Regions from separate parts of the Mus musculus genome. Here all the other regions are linked to region 1. The links are chromatin contacts, called in public Hi-C maps. All regions are on one chromosome and are shown on one strand. Each heading gives the region's core, a stretch centred on a gene start, on an enhancer-like site or on the middle of the called end of the contact. The rest is flanking DNA. Distances are from core to core; before and after follow the strand shown.

Region 1 (3,045 bases), core at 156-2,655:
CCCTGGTAGAGTCCACTCAGAGAAAGGGATTGATGTAGCTCCAATAAGAATGGGTTAGTTCTGCTGGGCCGTGGTGGTGCATGCCTTCAATCTCAGCACTTGGGAGGCAGAGGCAGCCAAATTTCTGAGTTCAAGACCAGTTTGGTCTATAGAATGAGCTCCAGTTTACAGACTCAAAAAACTTAAAAAAAAAAAAAAAGGGGGTTAGTTCTCATGAGAGCTGGTTATAACTAAACAAGCCTGATACCCATGTGTGCACACATACAAACTCTGTCTTGTATTTTTATTCTTTTTGTACACTTGTGTTTCACACACACAGACAGCACCCAGTCCTCACGAAAAGCCAGACAGATGTTGGTACCATGCTCTTAGACTTTTGAAATCACAAGCCAAAGTAAACCTCTTATCTTTATGCATCATCCCAGCCTTGAGTATTTTGTTACAGTCATAACAAAAAAGACTATGTCCTTTAGAAATCAGCTTTTGCAGATTTATACTTTCTTTTCCTAAAGTATACTATTCAATAAAACCCCTTTGACACAAATATGCATTTTAAAGTTATATAACAATTTTCAGGCGCGGTAGTATACATCTTCAATCCCAGCATTTTGGAGGCAGAAGCAAGCAGATTTTTTGGTGAGTTTCAGGCCAACCTGGTCTACATGGTGAATTCCAGGGTAGCTAGGACTAAGTAGAAAGATCTTGTCTCAAAGAACAAAAACAACACCCTGCCCCACCCCCACCCCACCCCACCCCCACCAAAAATAAATAAATAAAAATTTATCTTCTGTGCATTGTACATATCCTATATTACAGAGACTAAAATGTTTAAACTGATAGAATTATTGTCAATTTCGAAAGAGCATATGTTCATCAGGGACATTGCTATAAAACCTAATCAGCCACATGAAAGCAATTTAGCTTTCTATGGGTTGCACGTGAGTCAACAGTACAGCTAGGCAATATTGTCTTAATTCTTCCGAGTACAAGATTAGCTAAGGAAAAAGAGCTGATTTTTAAGTGATAGCGAGATGTCTTTACAGACAGTTGAATCTGGGTTGGCAAGGCAAAAAAGTCAAACAGCAGATCAAAACAAGAGAAGAAAACGGACTAAAATAAATGTGATGATACGTTTGCCTAATTTAAACCGTCGAGTCTGTGTGAATGAATTATGGAGTTTTCTCTCGGAGCTCCTGGTAATTTCTCACCACTTGTTAGATAGACCAAATAATTTTAAACAAACAATCTGGAGGGGTTGAATTCGGGTCCTGATTTTTAAAACATTATTAGCAAGCAGATGGTAACTTTAAAAAAAAAATCACAGGCAATGATTGTAGACACTGCTCAGTCAAGTTTCTTTGCTGGCACTGGCCATTCTTTGACTACTTCCTGTCTCTCCATCTGGCCCCACTTCCTCTTCTCTCTCAGCTTACCGTGTGCGGAGGATCAGCCTCACATGCCTGGTGCCATGCCTCCCCTGAGGCAATGGACTGTAAGCCATAATAAACCCTTTCTCCTGTAACTTGCTGAATGCTGGGGTATTCTATCATGGCCACAGAAAAATAAATGACACAGAACACCTGAAGAGAGGAGGAAGCTGAGGATGCAGGACCATTCCTGGGAACCACAGATGAGCATCATCCACGTAGACAACTAGAATGTTCCATCCAAGCACTTTACCCACCAACAAGCAATGACAACAATTTAAACACTTTCCTCCCAGTCTGATAGCTCATTTTTCTTCCCATTAGTTAGTTTATAAAAGAACATAATTGCTAAGTACAAAAATAAAAATAATAATAATAATACCAAGGCCTACCCTGTGAGCTCTGAGAATAGGCAGGCAGGGACCTAAGAAACAACTTACCGTACAAATAAGTTGGAACAATGACTCCAGCTGGGAGAACTGAGCCCAAACAAGCAGTTGCCTAGGGCAGCAAATTACTAAGGGTAGCAGACTTCCCAGTACTTTCTGTGAGAGCAAAATACAGCCTGTGAGGATAGATATTAACTGGATAAACAACAGGATACCGGAAAATGTAAATCAGCAAATCACTGGAGAGGTTAAGCAACCTGACTACTGGACTCAGTGGGTGAATGGCGGGTGTTTTAAAAGTGAATATTCAAATTTCGATGTGGTGGCTCCTGGCTGTAATCCCAGCACTTTGGGTGACTGAAGCAGGATGATTATGGTGAAGTTGAGGCCAGCCTGGACAACACAGTGAGCAACTTTGGGTGTTGCTCCTCAGTTGCTGTCTACCCTGTTATCTTCATTTTCTTCCTTGAGACTGGGTCTCCCACTGGCCTAGATATCCCCAATAAGCCAGGCTTGCTGGGCAGAGGGTCCAAGGATCTACCCGGTCTGCCTACCCAGCACTGGCATTCCAAATGTATGCCAACTCAGCAGGCTTATGTACTTGGATTCAGAGGATCCACTCTAGGTCCCCAACGCTTGCATGGCTTATACTTTACTGGCTAAGCTAATTCCCCACCAGATCATCATATTTCCTGTTGCTATCTGTATTGCTCCAAACTCATTCCCCTTTATCTTTGGACAGAGAATATATTTGTACAAACAATTCCAACTACTTTCAAATAAGTTGTTCGTATACAAACACAGGAAATACAATCTAAAACAGATTAAATAATAGAGGGTAGGTTGTAAGAGTTGTTTTGGCTAAGATGACCTACATTTAAATGGTTAACCCAAGGTGCAAAAGCTGTACAAGCTGCAGGTTTCTTGAACTCGTGGTAAGAGAATCTTCACAAGAGGTCTGAGAAGAAAGAGACTTGCTGGTCAAAACATAAGTGCCAGCCTTCAAGAAACAGTTCCATGTCCTTTGTTAACCTCCATGAGAGTTCTCTGCAATGCCCCCAACCCCACCCTATTCACTAAAGACTCCAACAAGGCTGGCACCACCTGGAAATGGGCTTCATTAGTCTCGGCTGTTTATGCTGTTTTCTCTTGGCATTTTATAGGTCTTATTACATCTGGGGCATCCCTATAAAAGACGTGTTTGGGATGAGTAAGACAGTCAGTAGTTA
Region 2 (2,804 bases), core at 158-2,657, 160 kb before region 1:
TTGAAGCCTGCTTCCTGCTGCTTTGTCCCTGATCCAGTGCCAGCCCCCAGAAGAAATATTTCCTTTCTGCTCGATGTTTTGTCGCAAGTGGGAAACTATAAAATAAGCATTTGCTTATGAATTAATTTCTGGCACACACAGCACTCAGTAAGCCTCATGGTGCTGTCTGTATATCCGTCCTTCACGCCCGTGCCAACTTCTGTGTTCCTTCCTACTAAGATGTTCCCACCAGCACCCGGGGTGTGTGTGTGGGGGGGGGGGGGGAGTTCCCTTCGTGTCCTCTTCCCCGCAGAGGACAGGGGTTGTCCTTACCTGGAATGTGGAGGAAGAAAATCTGTCTATGAACTTCCATGACTTTAAAAGGTTAAAAGCTGATACAGATGTTTGGAGAGGGATGTAGCACTCTGTAGCAAACTAAGGGGATAATTTTTTTTTCCTCTTGGAATACTTGCCTCCATTTGCAGAAGCACAGTGATTTTCATATATCAAGTGACTGCCCACGGCTATTCCTCTGCCAAGGTCTGGGTTACAGACACACCCAATGAAAGTTTTCCCTCTGCACGTACACAGTTAGAGGTGGAAAATATGAGGTGCTCTGAGTCCAGAAACCAAGCTGTGAGTTCAGCTGAAAAGAGAGAGTTCCCTGATTCATGGGGCCTTTCCCCGACCACTTTTGAAGGTTGGGTTAAGAAATGAGTCCCAGCCGGTCTGGGATATGACATCGTACGCTATCTGGACCTATCACTGCAGAGCACAGCGTGGGAGGAACTCATTGCTTTGACTGTCTGCGACCCCCTTCCTCCCTCCCCCCCCCCCCCATCACAGAAAGATAGATGCATGTAGAATAGTGTGATTTGAATCTCTGGTAATGAACAGAAGGGCAGCTTGTAGGGAGATCCGCCTCAGTTTGATAGGGCAGTCACCCTGAAGAGGAGGAAGAGTCTGCTGTGTGAGGGAGTTGCGTAAATGGGTGTTGTTTTTGGCAGGGGAGTTAGAAATGAGTCACTTTCAAGTGGTGTTTTCTAACCTCAGGTTTTATCCATGTGGAAAGAAGTGAGCTAACCCCAGAGTCAGGGACTGTTCTCCCGCAACATGTAGGGACTTATAGGTGGTTTTTGGCATTGAGACTGATAAAAACAGCCTGGCATCTCCATGGGGCATATCCCACCCCACTCCCAGAACTGTGCATGCCAGTCAACTAGAGGGATCTGAACAGTGAGGCCACTTACACTTGCAAAAAAAATACCACCACATCTAGGGTCCACCTGTGAGTCCTGAGAATCAGTGTATAAATATGCAGAGATTTGGGAGAGAGCCTTGAAAGGCGACCTGTCACACAAAGGGCTCTGACCTCCTGAGTGGGACATTGGAATCCAGCTGTGCCCTTGTCAGCCTTTAGTAACTTTGAATTTGAAGGTTTCTCTTCCCTAATGGGGGTTGGAAAACAAAGTCCATTGTGGAACTCTCCAGAAGATTAAACAAATAGCAAGAGGGGAAAAGTGCTTGACCCAAGAAATGCCCTTTCTTCAGGCCTCCAGCCAAAGTGCCTTACCTTTCTTTACCTAGTTGCTCACCTGGTGAGCAAGCTGCTGACAGGTGCTGCCTCTCAGGGCCCCTGCTGAGTCCCAGAAGGTGCCTTGTGTGGCGTTCAACTCCTCCAAGCTCTTAAGACATTCGGATATTAGTTTCTATTGTTTCAGGAAGTTGCTTGTCATTTCAAGACAGGCTTCATTTATTAGCCTTGATTTCTGTCAAACATGTCTGGTTGTTTGTTTGTTTGTTTCTGTGAAGTGGTTTATCACCCAGAGAGGTCTGTAGGCTGTTTTGCTTTCTCTCACTACCTTACTTAAACCTTTCTGACTATATATTTAAGATAATTTTGAACATCCAGAAAGTTAGGAAATATGATTGCCTTTGGTGTATAACTTCTTATGCTGGTAGCCATGCCAAATGAGCAGAAGAGAGATGATATTCTTTTCCGCTGGTTCAGCCTTTTTCTTTTCCCTCCCTCCAGTGCCTTTGACATGTGAGCGTATTGTCCTCCTGTCGTTCTCTAGGAAATCAGGTGTCATTGAGCAGAAGTCCTTTGGATTATTGGCCTAAATCCTGCTCTCATAGACAGCCATAATTCAAAAAGAGCTACTGTTGGGGCTGAAGAGATGGCTCAGTGCATCAGAGTGCTATTAGGCAAGCATGAGTTCTCATGAGCATGTAGTCACACGTGTTCCTCTCACCTAAGCACTGTGAGGGGCGGAGTCAGTGTCTCAGTGGCTTGATGGTCAACACCAAGCTCTAGGCTTAATGGAAGGCTGTCAAAGGAACAAAGTGGAGATGGATAGAAAAGGATGCCTAATGTCCTTCTCCAGCTTCCATATGTGTGTGAAACACTCCGCAGTTCCCACGCTCAAGCACTGACCTGACTTACTGACAATGTGAACTCTCAGAGCTCTATTCTGATTGTTAGTGAGTCTGCCTAAGTGACAACCTTTGGCAGTGTGTAGGTCTAAAAGCATTCAATTTGGCTGTTAAGCCAAGACACTGCTTTAAAAATCGCCAGGCTTATTCATCCAAGACTGACAGTTGTGTTATTAGGAAGAAGCACAGCTCATGGGGATAGTCCTTCTAGAGATAGTAGAGACCTGATATTGTTCCTTCCTGAATGGTAAAATCCCACGACAGACAGAAGAAGAATTTTACATATATCAGCTCTTCTGGCCATCCACAAAGAAAATTAAAAGGCGAGAAAGGATAAAGAGCAAAGTCCTGTTCTCCTCCCTTCCCGTAAAACCCAGAGGCTTGAATAG
Region 3 (3,168 bases), core at 331-2,830, 180 kb before region 1:
TGAGAGCTCCTGACAGCAAAGGATCTGGGTAGGGACGAGCCTCACACCTAACACTGAAGGCTTCTGTCCCGAGTGATCATGGTGGTGGCAGTGGGGCAAATAGTAAGCATGCATGGTCCCTCCAATTTCTCATTGCGGAAGAGCCACTGCCTTTTGATGACGATAAGGACAGTTGAGTATCTCGGGGAATAGATGGCTGCAAACAACTTGGGAGAGAGGGAAAGACCTCCTGCATGAACATCAGGACTTTGGGCAAGACGCTAAAGTAAGGGTAGAGGCACAAACTTCTCATAAAGAGCATGCATGTACAGGCTCTTCCCAGCTGCCCTCTAGAATAAAATTTTAATTGACACCAGGAACAGGAGGGTGTCGGTGTTTGTGTTTGCTTCTTGGCAAGAGAGGCAGTCTCTATCTTTACCCCGACTTGATCTTGTTCACTGGAGATAGGAGAAACAAACTAGGGGTGGATGCGGGGGTGAGGGTGGGGTGGGGATAGAAAAACTACCTGCACTGTGTGTGTGAAGCTTCATGGATTGCTACATTTGTGTGCTTGGGACTATACATCCCCCCAAAATCTTGGACTGATGACAAAGGCCAGTCAGTTATCAGAAGGGCCAGGGCCACAGAGTATTGGTATCCTATGGTTCTGACAGTTGCCAGGGGTAACTATACAGAGGGAGCCGCAGATAAAGATCAAGATACAGAAAGCTCCCTCACTGGCCATAAATGGACATCAGCTGATGTTAAAGATCCTGATTTCTATCACTGGAAGCATCTGTTAGGTTCCAGGTACTATGTTAAGGGTTTGATACAATGTGCCTCCAAAAACATAGTATCTGCCGTGCTGGAGACTCTGCTAGAGACCATACAAATTAATGGAAAAGTTACCCCAGCCTGTCATGCAGCATGATAGAAATACATGGAATTGTGGGGAAATGTTATCTGGGGCTTTCTCGATATGTCAGAAGGGCAAGTAGTCACTTCAGAGGTCAGGCAAGAATGCAGTGGGGAACCTCAAGGCAGGACCTACTTTTCTAAACTAGGAAGTGCCATGCCTTTTAAGAACATACTTGGGGTTTAGGCAGCAGTAGTGGATGATGGGGTGGGCCATCTAGGTTTCCTCATTTTTGTCCTTGATACTAAGTTGTGTGTTTTAAAAGTGTGTGCTGTAGTTCAACAGACATGCCCATTCCTCTTCACTTAATATGACATCCTCACTGAATTACTGTCACCCTGGTGACAGCAGGCAACTGCAACTTTGCTTTCCTGTATTGAAAAAAAAAAACAAAACAACACAACAGATATCCTTGTCACCCAGAGTAGCTGTAGCCTGATTTTATTTATTGTGACCTAAACTTCTCTCCCCTACAAGCTAGTGATGCCACAGACAAAAATGTCTGTAATATTCAGGATGTGAAGGGTGGGAGTGGGGGTAGGGGTGCAGACAGCCGCTTAGGAATTGCTAGTTTTCACCTTCAGGGGGCGCGCTCATGACGTCCGACCCGGTGGAGGCGTCCTACTTTCTTACATTGCTGCAAACTGCTGAGTTGGGAACCTGCCAACCCTCAGGCAGCCGTTACATAAGCCCTTTCTTTTTTTCCTGGAATTTAAGCTCACTGCTGATGTGCGACCTTCAGCAGTAATTGCCAATAAGTGCAGCAGGACTGTTTACTGTTAGACACTGGCAACCACAGAGCAAGCTCTGCTGTCAGCACACAGAAGCCACTGCGGAGTCTGCTGAGGGCCTTTTCAAATCTTTGGACTCTCTTTGTTATTGTTTCTGAGATTATTCCAGAATGACTGAAGTTGTGTAGTTGCGTCATGCCAGTTTGCATTTTTTAACTAACGGACCACACTACTGAGTTCTGATGAATCCTCTCTGTAAGATATGCATCAAAGTTCATGGGTGGAGCCATTTAATTTTTAACTTATCCTTATTTCTAAAAGCAAATGCAGTTAAAATGAGAATTGTATTTGTAGATGTGAATATTTAAAATTGTCCATTTAAATTCAGAAAAAAAAAAAACCTTCCATCTTTGGTTTGGGTTTTTTTTTTTAAAGATTTCTTTTCTCTCAATGAAGAGGTTTCAAAGTCTGATAAAAGATGGACCCTGACTTGCTAGCCCATTCACTCTTGTTTTGTTTCCTTTTCCCAGGGTTATAAGTAGATTGAGAAGCAACGGAGTGCTGATTTAGGGAACCAGAAATGATAAATTATTTTTGATGTACTGATATATGAGCCTATCATACATGTCTTGACTTGTGTCCAACTACTGCCAAGATGGTCCATAAGTGGACATTATATTGAAGAGAAAATGGTGGATGCTCAGAGGCCAGAGAGGGATTCCGGTTAAGGGCAGAAGAAAGCAAAGCCTATTCACAGCCATACTGTGTGCTGGTCCTATAATAGACTCATATAAAAGGGCTGGATAGAGAGAGAGAGACGGGGTCGGGAGGGTTGCTGACTCGAAAGCACCAGGAGTAACCTAGGACATATATAGGTATCTTTTCTTTAAGAAGTTCAAAGAGTGATAACAGATGTGCATCCCTCCATAAGAAATAGGGTGCCTTGTTTATATGAAGCAAGCCCACAGGCATCTTCTATGCACATATCACGTTACTTGGTTGACATCACAGTTATAATACCTTGATTATTGGCCTCATCCAACAAGGACATTGAGGGCTCAGAAACTTGAGTTACTGTTTAAGTTATTCTTAAATGTTTGTTACTCATTTGGATCTTTGTTTCTACGAAATTATGTTTTGCTGAACATCTTTGAGAGTTCTGGGGAAACTTTTAATCAAAGGGGCAATATGATGAAGCAGTCTGGGGCAGTACTCAGTTTTCAGATTCATAACTAGACGTGTTCATCATCCACCGACCAGCTGTGATTAGAGATGTCAGCAGCATGTATGATGAGGGAGAAATAAGACCTAGAATATATAGATCTTAAAATGTTATTACTTAAAATGTTCACTGGAACATCACCATTCAAGTAAAGTAAATAATAATAATAATAATAACAACAAACAACTACTACTTCTGAGGAACTAAATTTATTTATCAAAGCCTACTCTTCACTTATATTGGCATCATATCTTCTATTTACATAGCTATTCTTGGGACATGCATACTTTGCTTTTATGCTTATCAGAATTGCAGCTTAC

The links. Hi-C and Micro-C count contacts between places; a contact is called where the count stands out from the background.
Region 2: a contact with region 1 is called in a Hi-C map of bone marrow-derived macrophages, with 30 read pairs. The contact joins two enhancer-like sites. A contact is called at or near these places in 1 of 484 Hi-C or Micro-C datasets (bone marrow-derived macrophages), 8 of 115 datasets of contacts at active chromatin or transcription factors (the HPC-7 cell line, embryonic stem cells, epiblast stem cells and 1 more) and 1 of 9 other capture datasets (embryonic stem cells).
Region 3: a contact with region 1 is called in a Hi-C map of bone marrow-derived macrophages, with 26 read pairs. The contact joins two enhancer-like sites. A contact is called at or near these places in 1 of 15 datasets of contacts at CTCF or cohesin (large pre-B cells), 3 of 484 Hi-C or Micro-C datasets (the Ba/F3 cell line, bone marrow-derived macrophages and pancreatic cancer cells), 4 of 115 datasets of contacts at active chromatin or transcription factors (astrocytes, embryonic stem cells and stem cell-derived neural progenitor cells) and 4 of 9 other capture datasets (adipose tissue, embryonic stem cells, liver and 1 more).

What each region holds. Positions count from the first base shown.
Region 1 is chr6:108,610,441-108,613,485 of GRCm38.p6, forward strand. It overlaps 0610040F04Rik (RIKEN cDNA 0610040F04 gene), which reads right to left. Exons shown (of 7, transcript NR_104577.1): 3 at 2,692-2,774. Among named protein-coding and RNA genes, the nearest start is that of Bhlhe40, 49 kb to the right of the region's middle. Within about 2 kb of position 1,406, at least 12 of the 459 cell types and tissues checked have an H3K27ac peak or open chromatin away from gene starts, as enhancers often do. A contact at or near this core is called in bone marrow-derived macrophages, where this site is marked.
Region 2 is chr6:108,447,589-108,450,392 of GRCm38.p6, forward strand. All of the region lies in intron 44 of Itpr1 (inositol 1,4,5-trisphosphate receptor 1), which reads left to right. Among named protein-coding and RNA genes, the nearest start is that of Gm35165, 24 kb to the right of the region's middle. Within about 2 kb of position 1,408, at least 159 of the 459 cell types and tissues checked have an H3K27ac peak or open chromatin away from gene starts, as enhancers often do. A contact at or near this core is called in bone marrow-derived macrophages, where this site is marked.
Region 3 is chr6:108,425,406-108,428,573 of GRCm38.p6, forward strand. All of the region lies in intron 40 of Itpr1 (inositol 1,4,5-trisphosphate receptor 1), which reads left to right. Among named protein-coding and RNA genes, the nearest start is that of Gm35165, 46 kb to the right of the region's middle. Within about 2 kb of position 1,581, at least 158 of the 459 cell types and tissues checked have an H3K27ac peak or open chromatin away from gene starts, as enhancers often do. A contact at or near this core is called in bone marrow-derived macrophages, where this site is marked.